Regions from separate parts of the Sus scrofa genome. Here region 2 is linked to region 1. A link is a contact called in public Hi-C data. All regions are on one chromosome and are shown on one strand. The core of a region is the stretch at or near the end of the contact, and the rest is flanking DNA. Distances in the headings are between cores, read along the strand shown. Region 1 holds the start of EIF4EBP1 (eukaryotic translation initiation factor 4E binding protein 1). Region 2 holds the start of BAG4 (BAG family molecular chaperone regulator 4).

Region 1 (5,047 bases), core at 1,838-4,337:
GGGAGCTGCCTCAGGTAAGCTTCCTGGGCACAGGCTCTATTTGTCTAACTGAACAGGGTGCTAGGGACACCTGTAATCCTACCTGCTTACCTCTGATTAACCTTAGCCAGGTACGGGGCTTAGGTATGACCCAAACAACAACCCCGGTAGCCTTGGGGTCGAATGCCCAGTAAGAGACTGGGAACATGGTAGTTGGTGGGGGAAGGGTGGAGGAAAATTTCTGACCCACTCAAAGGTTCTGCTGGTTTATGGTGTTACTGGAGATTTTTAAGACCCCACAGACTCAAATATTCACCTGTGACACTCCCTTAGGTCACTTTCTCTCAAGTTCTCCAGACCACCTAACTTCAGATCAGGGGCTCAGCCTAGGGAGGGTAAATGACCATGAAAAGCAAACTGAACTCAGAGGAATGGAGATGGTTCAAATAATTTGCTCTCCTTTTCCTCTAGGGACAAACACTGCAGTGCCCTTTCTAGCAAGAGTGACCAGTGGACACTCACTCCAAAAGCTTTTTTTTTGGCCTTTTCTTTGCAGAAGTTTCCGGGCTAGGGATTGAAGCCAAGCCACAGCAGTGACCTGAGCCACAGCAGTGACAATGCTGGATCCTTAACATGCTGAGCCACCAAGGAACTCCTCCAAAAAGCTCTTGACACACCCCCACCCTCTGTCAAAAACCTGGATCTGCAGACCCTTCTGTAAAGAAGAATGCTAAGTCCAACCTCAAGAATTTACCTGAATAGAAGCATCACTTTGTGTCAAACCCCAGAGGTCTGAAAGGGTGAGGGTTGTCATATTCGTCACTCACTCCTGAGTACTCAGAGCTTGGTACTTACACCAATGGCTGGGAGCTAGTTAGAAATGCTGGATCTCAGGCCTTACCCCCTCAACTGAAGAATCAGAATCTGCTATGAAATGAGGCCCCAGGTCATTCACATGCACATTGAAGACTGAGAAACAGCACCCCAGATGGAAGCAGAAGCGGGGTAGGAATGACCTTTTTTCATGAGGTCAAGTTCCTCTATGGGCAGGGCAAAGGGGTGGGCTGAAGTGGGCTTTGGAGTTAGACCCCACACTTTGGCTGAGGCAGAGGCAAGCCTGGGTTCTCCGGATTATGGACTATGGGCTGTGCCTCCCCAGCTGGACATCTCAGACAAGAAAAAAGCTGGCTTCAGGCTCCGGGCACTGCTGGCTTCCTTCCAGTTGGCTGCCAAAATGAAGCTACCGATGCAGAAGCGCCTTTCCCTCTTTCTCAACCAGAGATCTTCAAAAGGAGGGAGGGTGGCTGAGGTCTGCCCCCAACTCCCATTCCCCAGTCCAAAGTGAGAAGTGGGTGGGAGTTCCCTGTAAACAGCACCCCTGGCTATTGGTCCCAATTTGATCCACCCCCACCTAGCAACAAAGGTACAAAACAGGGCTACCTGAGCCATCAGGCTGCCTGAGTGCCCACCCTGAACAGATCAAGCAGGGGTTCACACTCTCACTTGAAGGAGCCCCCAAATTGTCCAAATAGGTCCCAAGAGACACAGAAAAAGCAGAACAGCACAGACTACATAAGGTCTAGCTTGGACAGACAATTTGAGTCAAGAGTGGCAAATAGGATCGCTGGGCATTTGTCCTTGAATCATTTTTAATAGACGAGACAGAATTTCTCCCCTCTATGCTTGGCTGCTATTTCTTGTTCAATGTGGGAAAATGGTATGACATGGGACAGTGGACACGTTTTTCCAAATTGGGGCCTGGGTGCCAGTTCTGGCCTATAAGGCAGCTCGGTTGCACAAGAACATCTAAGATCCTTAAAAGTTCTAACGTTGTGTGTTTTGGATCAAACAGCCCAGGGCTCGGATCTGGCTGCGCTCGCTGGTGGTGGGACAGCTGCTTGAGAAAATAAGCATGTGGCCCCGACGCTGGCAGGCGGCTAGGCTGCAGCTCCGCCCGCGGCCGCCCGCACCCGTGTTTCTCAGCGAAGCGCCAGGATCGGTGGAGTTTTTCGAGTAGTTTGGGAAGCAGCGGTGGAAGCGGGTGTAGGGGAGGGAAGAAGGGCAGAAACGGGTGAGCGCAGTGCGAGAACGAAAGAGAAGTGGTGAGCCACGAGGATTTCATCATGCAAACGCGCCGGCAGGTTTCATCAGCGCCCATACGCCAGGGCTCCGGAGCTGGCAGGGAATGCCAGGCTCCCGAGCGCAGCCCAAGGCTGCCCCCGCCCCGCGCCAGCTCAGCTTCCTCTTCCTCATCAACTCTCTGGGAGGTCACACGGCCCCCCTCCCCCCCGGAGAGAAGAACGTGTTTTTCTGCACAGCGTTGCCCGCGGCCCCGGGTTCCTTCGCGGAGATCCTCAAGCCTAAAAGGGCAATTTGTTCCAGAAGCCGCCGAGGCTCCAAAGCTGGGGGTGCCCCGGGAAGGAAAACGGTCTCTGCCAAGAGCCATTCACCCCAACAGAGAGCGCCCATCCCGACCCCTAAAAACCTCAGGCCAGCCCTCTCCGTGGTTGGGAGGCCAACCTGACCCCACCCTATTCAGCCTCAGAACAGCCCCCAACACCCACAAGGGGCAGCACACCTCGGCCTATGGCAGTCCTGGAAGCGAGCGCTTGTTTTTGGCGGGGGGAATCAGCTGTCTCTCCCAGAAAGAAGGAGCTATAAGGTGGCATTTGCAGCCGCGGCTCTGGAGCACGCACCCCTAGGGCAGGCAATGGAAGGCGCCCCCCGCGCCCCCCTGTCGTTCCAGGTGGCCACCTCCGTGCCCCTCACAGCCACCCTCGTGCCCCTTATCCGTTCTTTCCAGTCACCACGCCCCGAAGCCCTGTCGCCCCGTCCAACTGGAGTTCCCTATCCCTCCCCCTGGCCAGTCAGTCCTTCCCAGCGTCCGCACCCAGAGACCCCGAGCGGCGCCCCCGGGCCCGCGCCTACCTCCTGGGGTGGTGCTGAAGAGCGTGCCGCCGGGAGTGGTGCTGTAGTCCCCGGGCGGCAGCTGCACGCCATCGCCGAGGACCACCCGGCGAGTGGTGGGGATTGCCCGGCTTGGGGTCTGGCTGCAGCTGCTGCCGCTGGACATGGTCTCCCGCGCGAGGAGCCCGGACCCAGAGCGTGGCCCTGGCGCCCCTCTGGCCTCGCTCTGCCTCGCTCGGGCCCGCCCCGCCCGAGACCGCCCCTTCCGCCGCCTGGGCTGCCACCCCCTGGGATTTGTAGTTCCCGCTGCGCTGCCGCCCCGCCCACCGCCCGGGGGCTGCGGGCACAGGAGTCCTCTTCCGCGCTGGGTCCCGGGCACCCCACAGACGGGCTCCTGAGCGTAGTTGCTAGCGCCGCTCCCCTATTCCTTTCCGCCTCCTAGCTGCCCCGCCGCTAATCCCTTCGGGTCCCCGAGAGCCACGCGGGCAGGAACCGGTGGATGGGAAGGAAGATTCCGAGGCTTGCCTGTGTTAATGCCTTTCTAGCTCGGACTGCGCTGGGGTCCCAGCGGACCCAGCCCACTCTGGAAAGGCTAGCTGCAACACTGGGACATCAGGCGAGAAGGTCCCCTGCCTCCGAAAGCCTTCCGTGTTCCGTGCTCTATTTCCTCAGATGAGAAAGCGAGGATTGGTTGGTCATTCATCAATTTATTGAACATTCACGATGTGGCAGTCGTGGAAGAAATGTAGAATTAGGATCTGGGGACAAAACATCAAGCTGGGTGATGAGGGCTAAACCCGGAGCGAGGAGGCTGGGAGGGAGTGGACGTCGGTGGTGGTGGGGAAATATTGGTCAAAGAAGGTTATTTGCAGCCCTTTGAGTTGGGTCAGTGGATCCTGACCCCCACGCTGCCCGAAGTTTGGCAGGAGCTCTTTATTATTATTTATTATTTATTTTTTTAATCTTTTCGCCATTTTCTTGGGCCGCTCCCGCGGCACATGGAGGTTCCCAGGCTAGGGGTCTAATCGGAGCTGTAGCCACCGGCCTACACCACAGCCATAGCAACGCGAGATCCGAGCTGCGTCTACAACCTACACCACAGCTCACGGCAGCGCCGGATCCTTAACCCACTGAGCAAGGCCAGGGATCGAACCCTCAACCTCATGGTTCCTAGTCAGATTCGTTAACCACTGTGCCACGACGGGAACTCGCCTGAACTCACTTGAACTCCCCTGGCAGGAGCTCTTTAAATGAACGCAGGAACAAACGAAGGAATATTCAAGTGGAGGACAAAAAAACCTGTGGTGGCCACATCCGGGAAGAGTAGAGAGAGAAAAGTTTAAAAGAGAAATCCAGGGAATTCCCTTTTGGCAGAAGTGGTTAAGGGTCAGGCATTGTCACCGTAGCAGTGACTCAGGTCACTGTTGTGGTACCGGTTCCATCCCTTGCCTGGGAACTTCCACATGCTGGGTGGCAGGAAAGAAAGAAAGGATGGAGGAAGGAAGGAAGAAAGGAAGGAGGGAGGGAAGGAGGAAGGAAGGAGAGAGAGAGAAGAAAGAAAGAAAGAGGAGTGTCCGGAGTTCCCTCGAGCTCCCCTTGTGGCACAGGGGAAATGAATCTGAAGAGGAACCATGAGGTTGTTAATTCTATCCCTGGGCTCGCTCAGTGGGTTAAGGATGTGACATTGCCATGAGTTGTGGTGTAGGTCGCAGACTCGACTGGGATCTGGCATTACAGTGGCTGTAGCTCCCATTCAACCCCTAACCTGGGAACCTCTATATGCCAGGAAGTGCAGCCGTAAAAATAAAAAAAAAAGAAAAAGAAAAAAGAAAGAGGAGTTCCTGTTGTGGCTCATCGGTAAGGAACCCGACTAATATCCATGAGGATGCAGGTTCAATCCCTGACACCAGATTGCTGTGGCTATGGCGTAGGCTAGCAGCTGCAGCTCCAATTCCACCCCTAGCCTGGGAACTTGTGGCCCTTAAAACAAAGAAAGAAAAGGGAAATAGAGCTGACTTGTGAAAAAGCTTTTAAATCAGGCCAGGGTGTTTAGACTTGGTCATCCAAGGCGGTAGCTATCAGAGAGAGATCTTTTAAGCAGGGGGGTGATTATCTTTAAGAGAGGTAACTCTTAGCCATAGATTTTGAGAATGGACTACTG
Region 2 (5,064 bases), core at 519-3,018, 95 kb before region 1:
ATATTTCATATAAATGGAATCACACAATGTTTAATGTTTGTCTTCGTTCATGTAGCATATTTTCAAGGTTCATCCATGTTGTAGAAGGTACTTCATTTCTTCCCATTTCTTCCCATTCATTGTATGAATATGTCAGATTTTATCTATCCATCAGTTGATGGGCATTTGGAATATTTTCCCTTTTGGCTATTATGAATAATGCTACTATGAATCTCACGTGTACAAGTTTATACGTGGACATGTTTTTAGTTCTCTTGGGTGTATAACAAGGAGCAGACTTGCTGAGTAAGATCCCAACAGTATGCTTAACGTTTTGAGGGACTTCCAAACTGTTTTCCAAAGCACTGAACCATTTTATGTTCCCACCAGCAATGTATGGGAATTTCATTATTACATTTTCAACCAATGAGGATGTTACATTTCCTGAAGAAAAGGATAGGAGTGCCCCCACCAGATAACGATTAATTCTCTGCGAAGCATACTGCATAACAAAACAACTGTATTTCCGCACGACTACAAGGAACAAGACATTATAGGTTCAAATATACTGAGTGAGTTAACCCTTCACGGTCAACGGTTCTTTCATCGTAAAACAGAGAAGATGTGATGACATTTACGCGGCAGTCACCCTTAAGATGAAATAAAACAATCCACGGAAAGCTGCTTTCCAACATTGATTATGCGTGATTCAATGTCGGGCAAAGCGTTAAAAGGGCAAAGAGCTAAACGCCCAGATCCCTCCCCTTCCTTCACGTTCCTTCCCAGGGGGAGGGGTTGCTAAGGGACGGAGGGTGCTGCAGCCACCTCCCTTCTTGGGGAGGGCCGACCTGATGAGCCACGCAGGATAAATTGTCAGGACTCGAAAAGCAGACCCGGATCCCTCCAGCCCAACACCGTTCCCAGGCGAGATTCGCAGCCCGCTACTCAGCTCAGCAGGTCAGCGCAGGATCTTTTTCCCCTTTTTCATGCTAAGACATTTACTATGGTTGAAGTAAAAAAGAGGCAAAGAGAAAACAAGCATAGCCCCCACCTACGATCCTAGTTTCTGTCTCTCCACCCCCCCATAAGGAAAACACATGAAACCCAATTCATTACGAACTCTTGGAGGTGTATCAAACCCAATAACCCTCACCTCCAAAGACTCCCCTATTGCCGTCCCCTACCCCACCCCGGGACAGACAGCGCAAAGCTTACCTGGTGGCTTCCTCCAGCTCGACCTGGCTCCGACCAGACGCCTCCAGAGGGATAGTAGCCATCTCCTCCTCCCCCTTCTCCCGGCCAGGTGGTCTCAGCCTGGCCGCCCCCGCGTACCCGCCAAGAAACAGGAGGCTGGGGAGGTTCGGGGCGGGGAGGATATATGGGCGGAGGGGGGTGCACGGGCACATCTCCACCCCCAGGCCCGTAGTAGCGGCCATAAGACGGACCGTCACCGGGGCCGTAGCCCGAGCGCCTCAAGGCCGACATGGGCTCCACTGCCCCCAAGTGCTTCCCGCCCCCCACGGCCGGTCCATTGCGCAGACGCCAGCCGGAGAACGCAAGTGGACCGCAGGGAAGGGGGTCGGCCAGCAACAGCCAATCCCAGGCCGGGTCCCGCCCCCTCGGCCTCAGATTCTTGAGAGTTGAAGGACTGAGGTCGGTGACTCTGGGGTCTAGGAAGCAGGACAGCAAGGGGCGCCACCGTGTACCTTAAAAGGGAGAACGCATTTCCCCACTACGTATCCAATCTAGGTTTCTCTTCCCCTCTTGTCAAGGACGTGGAAAGGGTGCCTCGGGACCTCACTACGGTCCCGCCTCTTCCTGAGCACCGGCACGTGATGCCGGAAGTGGGTGGGAGTAATATGGCGACGTTTCCGGCAGGCCCCGGCGGCTGAAAGCCGGGCCGGAGGTGCTACTCTGGGTCCGGGTTCTTGTCCCGGTGCCGCCGAGGCGGCGACTGCGGTAGGAAGAAGGAAGTGTTGGACGAGTTGGCCCACCACCGCTATACGTTGCGCCTCATTTCAACTCAAAATGAACTATATGCCCGGCACCGCTAGCCTCATCGAGGACATCGACAGTGAGTAGTTCGGCTCCTCCGAGTGAAGTCTGGGGTGAGACTCTTCCTGCCGGGAGGATGCTTTTTGGAGGCAGGTCCTAGAATGAGTCCGGGCCAGGGGGCGGTGTCTTTTTAGTGCTGTTCTGGACGTGCGGCGTTAGCGTCCTTTGCAGGAGGGAGGAGCCTTGTGACACGCTGTTTGCCCGCCTCCTACCTGTATCCTATCTCTTACAGCCTGCACCAGTCCTCCGGCAAGCTGTCGAATCCATTTCTGCTTTTCAGGGATGCGGCTGCTGAGGCCCAAACATGAAAGTTGCCGCCTCCCGGGCCCATCATCTCCCACCTGCGGGATTTCGAGTCCCAGGTGGTTACTGGTGGATGGATGAGAATTCTTAAGGAAGGGATGCATCGAGAAACGAAAATACGAATACAACAGTAATTGGACTTAATTAGCACTAAGCATAGGCTTTATGCTGCGTCGCCTTTTGCAGTCTTCTTTTACCGTTGAGGGTCTTTAGATTTTCAGATTATGATAGTAGAGACTACTGCCAGACAAGGCTTGACTTTTCCAGAAGGACCAAAAACTTGTTTTTTTCTTGTTAGACAGTTTTCTTTGGTTTTTATTTAGACGACCTACCTTATTCCTAGTCACCATCCTGAAGAGAAGTTTAGTCCTCTATAGCTGTCCTGTCTTTTCCAGACTCTCATTCGTGGATTATTCCTCAAGCAAATTTTAATAAATTGTTTCAGTCCTGTGATCTGTCTTGTTTTGCTTTTTAGGGCGGCACCATGGCATGTGGAAGTTCCCAGGCTAGGGGTCGAATCAGAGCTGTAGCTGCTGGCCTATGCGACAGCAACTCTGGGTCCCAGCCACGTCTGTGACCTACACCACAGCTCATCGCACCACCAGATCGTTAACCCACTGATCAAGGATCGAACCTGAGTTTTCATGGATACTAGTTGGTTTCATTACTGCTGAGCCACAATGGGAACTCCGTCTCATTAACTTGTAGTAGTTGCAAAACAGTTTGCATACAGCTCCAAACAAGTTACAACAATCTCTACAGTTACTAAGTATGCAAATTAAAGAATGAGTTTATGATTATATTCTCTATCATCTGAAATTATTTTTAAAATCCAAATTAGTGATTTTGCTATTAAAGGAAAATGTAGTGTAGGTTGGACCAAATTCATATGTGAATAGCCACTGTACAAGCCTATCTGCAATGTATGATAAAGTCTTCAATTTTTGTTGTTTGAAGATGCCCTTTTGCCCTCACCTCTTTTGTTATATATCTGAATTAGTTGAGGCCTTAACACATTCTGCCATTCTACTAAAAACATAATTTTCTCAAGCCTCTAACCCCTTTTTTTTGCAGATTCCAAACCCCTCCTTTACCAAAAGGTTTAAAACCATTTCATATGCCCCCTTCACACACATACATTTTCCTCTTCTCCTCAGTCCTCCTGTATTTTCTCTCATATTTTCTTTCTCCCTCCCCCAGAGTCCTCCCCTTCATGTATGTTCTTGTCTGTCACATTTTTTCTCAACTGTGTTTCCCCATCAAATTCCCATCCCCCTTTTCATATCTTTACCCCCAAACCTTTTGAGCCATCTCCCATTTTAAGTCTGTTTCCTGACTCCCTGCAATAGACCATCTCTGTTACCCCTGCAATCTGATTTTTTTAGACAACACTCTACTGAAACTGCAGTCTTAAAAGGCATCTGTGAAATGCAGTCCTCCAGGTTCTTCCCTCCCCTCTGTTACCACTGGAATCATTACTTTTCTTGATTTCTCCAACGCTGGTACTTAATTTTCTCTCCTCTGCAACTCTTATTATTCCCTAAAATAGATGGGTTCTTAGCTTCCATCAACAGTCTGTTTGTTTATATCTCTAGGAGCTCTCGTGGACTTCAGTAATTATATCACCTCTTTGTGGGCTTATCCAAAATTGCTCTGATTCTGACCTTTTGGCCTCCCAGTCTTACATCTTTAATTGCCAGTTGACCTTTCTACATAGGCGACCTGATACCAGCAGAATCACAACAGCTAATTACCTTCCACCCTAAGCTTGTGTCTTTTAGTCCCAACTTTTGGTAAATGGTCCTTCTTGACATGACGACTCAGAATTCCTGCATCTTCTTTAACTCATCTCTTCAGCACCCCATTCTCTCGCACATACCCACACATACAAACACAGATAATTGACAGATCCCATCCCTTGTCACTGCAGGGTCTTAGTCCTCTCATCTTCCCCCTTCCCATCTCTACCCTGAGTCAGGTCTCTTCTGCATGTCTCAGACTCTGGGAATAGCCTCAAAACTGTTCTCTCTTTCCTGCCAGTTTAATCTTCAGTGTTTTCTTATTCCCTGTGAAGTCACATCCAAACTTCAGCCTGTTCCCAGTACTTTTTTTCTGACTTCATCTCCTGTTATTTCCCTTCACACCTTTTAGCCAAACATTTGGACACATAGCTCTTTTTTCTTCTGCCTGAATTATAGACTTCCCCCCTCCTCCCCTTCTCTGTCACTCTTCCCATGGCCAAAAATGATCTACCCTTTAAGGTCCAACTCAGATACCTCCTCCATCTAGAAATAGTTTCTCTCAGCCTCACATAATTAAGATTTGCTTGCTTGCTTTTTTTTTTTTTTTTCTTTTTTTTATCTTTTTAGGGTCACACCTGTGGCATATGGAAGTTCCCAGGCTAAGGGTTGAATCGGAGCTGCAGTTGCCAGCTTACACTACAGCCCCAACAATGCAGGGTCCAAGCTGCATCTGTGACCTACACCACAGCTCATGGAAATACTGGATCCTTAACCCACTGATTGAGGCTTGGGGTGGAACCCGCATCCTCATATATACTAGTCAGTCAGATTGGTTACCACTGAGCCACCACGGAAACTCCAAGATTTGCTTTCTTGTGGTACTTAATTATAGAAAAGGCAAAAAGACAAAAAAAAAAAAAAAAAAGAATGAGTTTTACTCACCTTTCTAGTGACCAGCTTATTGTCATTCTTCAGTGTCAGCTCA

Evidence for each region. Hi-C and Micro-C count contacts between places; a contact is called where the count stands out from the background.
Region 2: a Hi-C map of omental adipose tissue shows a contact between it and region 1, with 1.7 times the contacts expected there. The contact joins the promoter of BAG4 here to the promoter of EIF4EBP1 in region 1. A contact is called at or near these places in 1 of 5 promoter capture datasets (liver), 23 of 47 Hi-C or Micro-C datasets (adipose tissue, alveolar macrophages, blood and 14 more) and 2 of 2 datasets of contacts at active chromatin or transcription factors (alveolar macrophages and skeletal muscle).

Annotation. Positions count from the first base shown.
Region 1 is chr15:48,440,286-48,445,332 of Sscrofa11.1, forward strand. EIF4EBP1 (eukaryotic translation initiation factor 4E binding protein 1) reads right to left here and starts at 3,088. Exons shown (of 3, transcript NM_001244225.1): 1 at 2,908-3,088. The coding sequence starts at 3,052.
Region 2 is chr15:48,347,042-48,352,105 of Sscrofa11.1, forward strand. It overlaps BAG4 (BAG family molecular chaperone regulator 4), which reads right to left and starts at 1,769. Exons shown (of 5, transcript XM_013984080.2): 1 at 1,195-1,769. The coding sequence starts at 1,464. LSM1 (U6 snRNA-associated Sm-like protein LSm1) reads left to right here and starts at 1,612. Exons shown (of 4, transcript XM_005671778.3): 1 at 1,612-2,053. The coding sequence starts at 2,008.